Regions from separate parts of the Ovis aries genome. Here region 1 is linked to region 2. The links are chromatin contacts, called in public Hi-C maps. All regions are on one chromosome and are shown on one strand. The core of a region is the stretch at or near the end of the contact, and the rest is flanking DNA. Distances in the headings are between cores, read along the strand shown.

What was found. A called contact is a pair of places that touch in the nucleus more often than the background predicts.
Region 1: a Hi-C map of liver shows a contact between it and region 2, with 5 times the contacts expected there. The contact joins two enhancer-like sites. A contact is called at or near these places in 2 of 16 Hi-C or Micro-C datasets (liver and mixed tissues).

What each region holds. Positions count from the first base shown.
Region 1 is chr15:73,296,552-73,300,600 of ARS-UI_Ramb_v3.0, forward strand. All of the region lies in intron 1 of ALX4 (ALX homeobox 4), which reads right to left. Among named protein-coding and RNA genes, the nearest start is that of ALX4, 28 kb to the right of the region's middle. Within about 2 kb of position 1,515, at least 1 of the 54 cell types and tissues checked has an H3K27ac peak or open chromatin away from gene starts, as enhancers often do. A contact at or near this core is called in liver, where this site is marked.
Region 2 is chr15:73,151,895-73,155,956 of ARS-UI_Ramb_v3.0, forward strand. All of the region lies in intron 8 of EXT2 (exostosin glycosyltransferase 2), which reads left to right. Among named protein-coding and RNA genes, the nearest start is that of EXT2, 36 kb to the left of the region's middle. Within about 2 kb of position 1,312, at least 2 of the 54 cell types and tissues checked have an H3K27ac peak or open chromatin away from gene starts, as enhancers often do. A contact at or near this core is called in liver, where this site is marked.

The sequences.
Region 1 (4,049 bases), core at 265-2,764, 140 kb after region 2:
GTGCAGGATCCGCCAGGAACCGGCTCTGCATTTATTGTACTGCCACACCAGGAGACAGGAAAGGCCCCTGGAAACCCCCAGCTAACCCCTTTGCCGGGCGCGCCTTCTTGAGGCCACATGGCATCCGCTGCTGGTATGCAGCTGAACAATGACAGACCTCGCTAGGACCACCTGCCTGCCCAGCTGGCTTCCCCCCATCCTCCTCAGAGGAGCTCCTCCTCACGGTCTCTGGCCCCGCCCAGGGCGGGGAGGGACCCCTGGGCGGGCTTTGTCCCAGGCTTTGGGGGCCCAAGACAATGTCCTCACAAGCTGCAGCTTCCCCTGGAATGTCTTGATCTGGAAATACATCCCAGACTACCCAGAGGAATCATGTATTGTGCACAGAGCATCGAGAATCTGGAGTGCCTGCCCCCCGGGACGGATGCACACCCTTCAGACTCCCATGACCACTTCCGATGAGTGGGCGGCATTTGGTTCAAGGCTTATTCTTCATCCGGAGTCACAGACACCCTTGAGCCTGTTCTCCTCCTGGGGAGGAGGCCTCGCCTCTTCTGGGGGCCACCTGGTCTGTGCCGGACAGCCTTGGCTGTTGGCTTTTCAGAGATACAAGAAACGGGGGACCTTTCTTCATTCTCTTGCTTGTGTGCTTAGTCACTCAGTTGTGTCTGATTCTTCGCCCACCAGAGTCCTCTGTCCATGGAATTCCCTAGGCGAAAATACTGGAGTAGGTTGCCATTCCCTCCTCCAGGGATCTTCCCGACCCAAGGATCTAACCCAGGTCTCCTGCATTTCAGGCGGATTCTTTACTGTCCGAGCCACCAGGAAAGCCCCTTCATTCCCTTAGCTTCTATCTACTCATCCTGGTTGAACCCTAGGGTGTTGCTCCAACCTAGTCTAACCTTTTTTTTTTTTTTTTTTGACATGAAAGGCCTTGAAAGATTTCCAAAGTTCACCTTAATTTTTTTTTTCATGACTGTGATTTCAAGAGAATTATTTTTGTGACTGTGATTTAAGGAGAATGAGCTTCTGAAGCCATTTGGGGAGAGGATGCTGGAGCCCTCTCTGCGTGTATCCCTTTCGTGTGTACAGATGTGCGCCCTTGGGCATGTAGTACAAGCCTGCTGTTGTGAATGGGTGTGGGGAGCATATGTGTGGTTGCCTGCAGATAGGTCTGCAGAGCGTGCAGGCTTGTATGGTCAAGGGCAGGCACACCAGTGGGGCGTGTGTGCCAGTGGATGTGTGCTATTGTGTGTGTGTGTGAGTGAGCGTGAGCCTGCAGGCACCCATGGGTGGGTCTGAACATGAGTTGTGTGTGTGTGTGTGTGTGTGTGTGTAGTTGTGCATACGCTCTGACGTATGGAGCGTCTGTCTAAGGGGCTGGAGTAATTTTATCCTCCATGGTTTTGATTATATCTATTTTTCCTCCAAACATCTGCTTTATGGGGGACACACCGCTCGCCCTATTCTCGGGTGAGCCAGCCTCACATGCCCTGTGGCAGCGTGCACAGCGCCAATGCAATCTCCTTAAACAAAACAGGCCAGCGTGAGGCCCTTTCATGCTGTTTAAAGGGCACCAAGTAAACGCATCGCTGTCCAAACAGTTGTGCGGGGTGGGGGCAGAGGTTAAAGGTGAGCCATCGATCATGTCCCCAGCCCACCTTATCTGCCACTGGGCTCTGTCTGGAGTTCAGCTTGGATGGCCCGAGTTTTAGGCCCAGGCCTAATAAAATAAACCAAAGGGGGAGCTCGTGCTGGGGCGACCTTTCAGCAAACACACGTGGAGCATATCTGTGTGTACCGGGCTGAGATGGACTGTGTTCCTGTCCAGGAGGAACTGCCAGGTGGAAGAGGACAGGTAAGCCAGGGACTCAGCCAGCCACCCACAAGGCGATGTAGGCACTCCTGCCACCAACACACACCCACCCAAGGCCCAACTGTGCTTCTCCAAACAAGGAAAGTCTGAGAAATGGTCGCACATCACAGGAGGCTGAGACATGGGGGACTAAATGTGATGTGGTTTCCTGGACAGGGTCCTGGAAGAACAGTAAAAAGCACATTAGCGGGAAACCAGTGAATGGCAATAAAGCGTGGCACTTAGAGGATAGATGGGTAAACTATTTGAAAGGACATTTCACCCAAGAAGATATACATCTGGTGGTTCAGATGGTGAAGAATCCGCCTGCAATGCAGGAGACCCAGGTTCAATCCCTGACTTGGGAAGATCCCCTGGAGAAGGGAATGGCTACCCTATTCCCTTGCCTGGAGAATTTCCTGGACAGAGGAGCCTGGCGGGCTACAGTTCACAGGATCCCAAAGAGTCGGACAAGGCTGAGCAACTAACAAACATAATAACCAGCTCAATTATTACCTGTTAGAGATTATTTACTAGGGATATTCATGAGATATGGCTACATACCTACTGTGATGGAAATAAACAACTTGACGATACCAAGCAATATCAAGGAACTGAAGCGCGTGGAACTCGATTCCATCACTGGTGGGAAAACAGCGCAGCTGTCTTACACCATGAAACACACTCTCATGGCTGGAGCCAGAAATCCCACTGCTAGGCATTTGCCCTCAAGAGACAAACACTTCTTTTCATAGCAAACCTGTATGCAAATATTTATAGTGGCTTTGTTCACAATTGCCTCAAACTGGAAACAGCCCAAATGTCCTTTAAACCATGGAACAGCCACGCAATGGGCTACTACTCAGAGATAAAAAGAGCAAACTAGTGATGTCAACTATGGCGTGGATGACTCTCAAAGACAGCATCACTGTCTGTAAAAGAGGCCAGTCTCCAGATGCATACGGTGCCTGACTCCACTTATTTATTGCATGCCATTCTGGGAAAGGTAACCAACTCAGTGGACGTGAATTTGAGCAAACTCCAGGAGACAGCGGAGGACCCAGGAGCCTGACGGTCCATGAGGTCATGAAGAGTCAGACACGGCTTAGCAACTGGAGAATAAATGGTACCAGGACAGAGGACGGATCCCAGACGGCCTGGGGCTGAGGGCTGGGGTGGCTTTAACCCCAAAGGGCTGGCGTGTGGAATTATCGGAGCTTGTATCCCAGGTGTGATTTTGAGTACTCGGGTCTGTACAGGAACGTGTTCAAATTCATAGAATCACGCTCCCTCCTCAGTTTAAATTTTTCAGCATGCTATTTTAAAAATAAAAAATAGGCAAAGTACAGGGCTTCCCTGGTGGCTCAGGGGTAAAGAATCTGCCTGCCAGTGCAGGGGACGCAGGTTCGATCCCTGGTCTGGGAAGACCCCACATGCTGTGGAGCAGCTAAGCCCATCTGTCTGTCTGCCAGTTGCTCAGTCGTGTTCGACTCTCTGCAACCCCGTGAACTGCAGCCCACCAGGCTCCTCGGCCCATGGGCTTTTCCAGGCAAGGATACTGGAGTGGATTGCCAAACTGCAACGTGACTATCGAGCCTGTGCTCCAGAGCCTGGGAACCTCAAACGCTGAGCCCACGTGCGGCAAGTACTGAAGCCAAGGTGCCCTGGAGCCTGGACTCCACCACCAGAGGGGCCACCACAACGAGAAGCCCGTACACCGCAAGGCTTACATTCAGACCTCACCAGTTTCTCTGCCCTCAGACTCACCACGCTCCACTACAACCAGAGACAGTGTCTAAGACACACTCTCCTGGTCTAGGCCACCCTCTCCAAAGGCCTTCGCTGGTTCCCAGAGCTCTCGCTGTTGCTGTTCAGTTGCTAAATCATGTCCGACTCTTTGCAACTCCATGGACTGCAACACACCAGGCTTCCCTGGCCTTCACTAGCTCCCAGGGTTTGCTCAAACTCTTGTCCATTGAGTCAGGGATGCCACCCAACCAGCTGACAATCCTTCAGCTCTGCCATCTCCCAGCTCCTGTCCCTCCTCCAGCCAGCAGCTCTTCTTGCTTGTGTGCGGGATGCCAGCTCCTCTATGCCAGCTGTGATACTGTACTACTGCACTTTTCAAGGTACTCTACTGGAAGATGAGAAATGTTTTATTTTTTGTTTGTTTTTATTGATATTATTTGTGTGAAAA
Region 2 (4,062 bases), core at 62-2,561:
CTTGGCACTCCAGTGGTTAACACTTCACCTTCCAGTGCAGGCTGTGTGGGTTTGATCCCCTCCCTGATTGAGGAGCTAAGGTCTCAGATGCCTCATGGCCAAAAATGCAGAACATAAACAGCAGAAGCACTATTGTAACAAATTCAATAAAGACTTAAAAAAAAAATGGTCCACATCAAAAAACAAAAAACTTAAAAAATGAAAACAGAACTCTCAGCACGCTGGATACATGGCAGACAGCAGAACATGCTTTTCGATATCCTGGGTGTGTCCTTGTAAGATGGTAGAATTCCTTGGTTCAAAGAAATATGTACGTGTTTGTTGGGCATGTTTTGGACTTCTGGCATCCGAGTGAGTCTTACCATCACTTTGATCGTTGACTATAGTTTCTGTTTTGTCACCTTGAAGCTGTTTCTGACGGAGCATCTTAAAATCGTGGAAATACAGAGACGGCTGTCCTTGAGAATGCCCTGCAATCTTTTCAGGGAAGGTTTACATTTCGCACATGTAAACGTGTTTTTAAAATACTGGCATTTCGCGTCAAGTATTTTTGAAAGTTTTCTATCTAAAATAATCTGCTTTTATTTTTTTTAAAGTGTTTTGTGATCTGCTTAAAGGTGTCAGCCCTCGGATGGCTAGAACCCCCAGTAACCTGGATGGATGCGTTCTCTGAGGGTCCCCTGCGCTTGACTGTTGTGTCCGTTGACAACTACATAGCAGTCTGTGTCCATTTCTCCCTCCCTCCCTGCCCCCAAATACACACGGTTTACAAAGCAAACTCTATAAACAGAGCAGAGAGACTAGGCAGTGAGAAGAGTGATCTGAATTTTTTTTAACATGAGCCGTGAAGCGACGTGAAGCTGTGAAGAGCCGTGAAGCGACGCTCCGGAGACCACACAATGCGTGAGGGACAGATGGGGAACATACTCTTTTTTGCTGCCCACAGCTTTATTCAAATCCTAGAGCTCTGTGGCCTGGATTGAGGTTGAATGTCAGGATGAGCTTCCCAGCAATTCAGGTTAACTGCTTATTGGATCGTCTCTCCTAAAAAGTGGTTGCCTGAGACACTGGAGACTGGACACGTCTCTGGAAATATGAAGAATGTGGAAAAGACTTCACTTCTAATTTCCAAGATTTGACACTGTAATGTCTGTCACTCTTCCCCGCCCCTCCCCCCTGAAAAAAACTTTAATATGCATAAAGTGAATTCTCAGGGCTTTGAAAAAATGCCGAGTATTCCCTTCCTCCCCCTGCTCTGTAGTCCCAACATGCCACTCCAAGCTCTGTTTGCCAATCTCTGCTTTCATACTCGCCCTTAAAAAAGCTACTGGCTCACTTACCCGTCAACGAAACACATTGACCTTGATCCTTGGCGTTCTCCTGGTGAAACAGACAACTGTGGTTCTGATACAAAGCCAGGCTCTTTGGCCAGTGGGAGAGCCTTGGGGAAGAGTGTGATTATGGGATATTTTGAGTTTCATAATTTTGTTTCAGTTTTGTTACTCTGTTGGAGTTTTCCTGAAGGTATAAATCCATATTGTGAAGGAGATCAGTCAACTTATGTTTAAAGCAGGATAAAATAAGGACTCATTTAATTGGAACTCTTAAGGAAGAGCATTTTTATGTGTTTAACTTTTTTTTTTTTTCAACTTTAGCATTAAGAACCTTATTGGAAAAAGACTTTTGCCAAGTATCTGATGGGAAGCCAAGAAAAGCATTTTAATAGAACGGTTTCAAATTTATAGTACACTAGGGCCTGTAAATAAATTTCCCTGTCTTTAAGGTTGGGGCTGATTTGCAGTTATTTTGTATAGCTTCTGAGATTTAAATCCTCACAGTCCAGATGGGGAGACCATAAAGCTGCTTTCCTTGGCAACCCTGGCATACATTGTCCACGGCGAGCTCTGTCTGTAAATGCTCACTTCCCGTACTGTGATGCCAGTTTTAATTGGTTTAGTGACTTTTCCTAGAGCAGCTCCCCCCACCCCAAGTATTCTCAAAATCTTGGAGAATTAAGAGTCCTTGATTTCATAATGCAGACTCGTCAAATAAGTATGTATTAAGTACCTGCTTTTTTGCTAGAATTGTATAGGTATATTAAAGGAGATTTTTACAAAGGGGGAGGGGAGGAACACAGATCCTGTCCTCAGGGTGCTAGGGAGAGCACTTTCAGTAACAGTGAATGAAGAGGCCAGAAGTGCTGTCCCTCAGTTGTAGTGCGGAATGGATCAGGAGGCGAAAGCAGGCTTCATGACTGGGTGGCCTCGAATAGGGCGAGAGGATGCTCTTGAGAGGTGCTGAACTCTGCCCAGAGGTTGGCTTCTGTGGGAAGACTCGGTAGGTCAGATGGAGCAGCCCGAGGGGGAACTTGAAATACCAGCAAGAGAGAACTTCCTAGGGAGCTGGAAGGACGGGAAAGGCAGTGGCAAGTGGAGAGTGATGAAAAAATGCGCGATGAAAGGGGAAAGCAGTATCAATTAAGGAGACTGAGGGGAAAAAAAAGAGCTGGAAGGAACCTTAGCAATTATTCAGCCCTTTCTTCGTATTTTATAAATGAGGTGGAAGTCCTAGTGTTCAAGTGATCTTGAGGATGAATTGTTAGGGCCAGAGCCTTGCCTCGCCTCGAACCCAGGTCTGCTGACTCCAGCTGATGGATTTTGGGTGGAAGGGGGACCTTGTGTACTACAGTATTTTTCAATTCAGGGAGTCTTGAGTGGCATTTTATTTTTTAAAAAATGAAGGATAATATAAAGGACATCAGGGTATTACCTAGCAAGGGTAAATTCTTTCCTGAAATCTTTTCTTTCATATGTATATGTGCAGTGAGTGTCAGTATTTAATGTATTTATATGTTTCTTGGTGTGGGTCCCAGTCCAGAAAGTTTGAGAGATGTTGATAGTGAGTGGCAAGCACATGGGCTTTTGAGTTGAGGAGACCTGAATTTGCATCCCAGGCTGGGCCTTCTGTCTGCCAGCTTTGTGAGCATGGGCAAGTCACTTTGCCAAGCGTCAATTTTCTTATCTCAGACCTGGGGATAATAGTCTGACTCTTTGTGAGCCCATGGACTAGAACCACCAGGCTCCTCTGTCCATGGAATTCTCCAGGTAAGAATACTGGAGTGGGTTGCCATTCCCTTCTGGAGATCTTCCCGACCCAGGAATCGAACCCAGGTCTCCTGCACTGCAAGCAGATTCTTTACCATCTGAGCTACAGGGAAGCCCCCAATAATACAATAGAGCAGTTGTGTTGTTTAAATGAAACCCTTGACTTAAAGCATCTAGAGGCCGGTCTGCCTGCTCTGTGTTGGCTGTCTGGGAGTGCTCCGCCTGGGTCTAGGTTTGAACACTGGTAGGAGCCTCCTGGTTTGGAGCTTGGGCTTCAGGAACCACAGTAAGTTACCAACGCAGATGTATTATGCATTTGCTTCTGGGCTTGGAAACTTGAAACAGAACTTATTCCTGTGGGTCTGGTGTGCTTTCTACATCTTGGAATAGAGGGAGGTTCCCCTCTCTGGTTTTCAGAATGGCTTATGAAAATCAGTGGTTCTTTAGTTGGCCTTAAAAAAAATTCATTGGCACGTTTGGGTGCCAAAATTCATAAAGCAACATTTGGGTCAAGTACTATTACTTTTTCCCCTTTCCAATGAGAGTGATTTTCATACTGAGTCTTTTTCTCCCCTCTTTTAATGTATCCTCTGCTGGATCATGATTTTACTCTTTTTTTTGAGCCAGAAGATTAAAAAATAATCATAAAGAGAAAAGTCAAAATCAGAATTGACATTTGGATGGTGAACACTTGGAGAACTGGCATTTTACTAGGTATGTACTAAAAATAAAGCAACTTTTTTTTGTGAATTTAAGAGGACTGGTGAGATACCTCTTAGGAATAGCTGTTGTTCGCTTCCTACTGAAAGGGTAATGAGTTGTATCATCTGGTTTTCCTGGTTCTCTGCTGTTCCCCTCGCCACTGCCGCCCTTCCCCCACCCCGTCCAGCCAGCTCCATCCCATATTTGAAATCCCGCTGGAGAGCGAGTTGAGCGCTTCATCCCTAGATGATTTGGG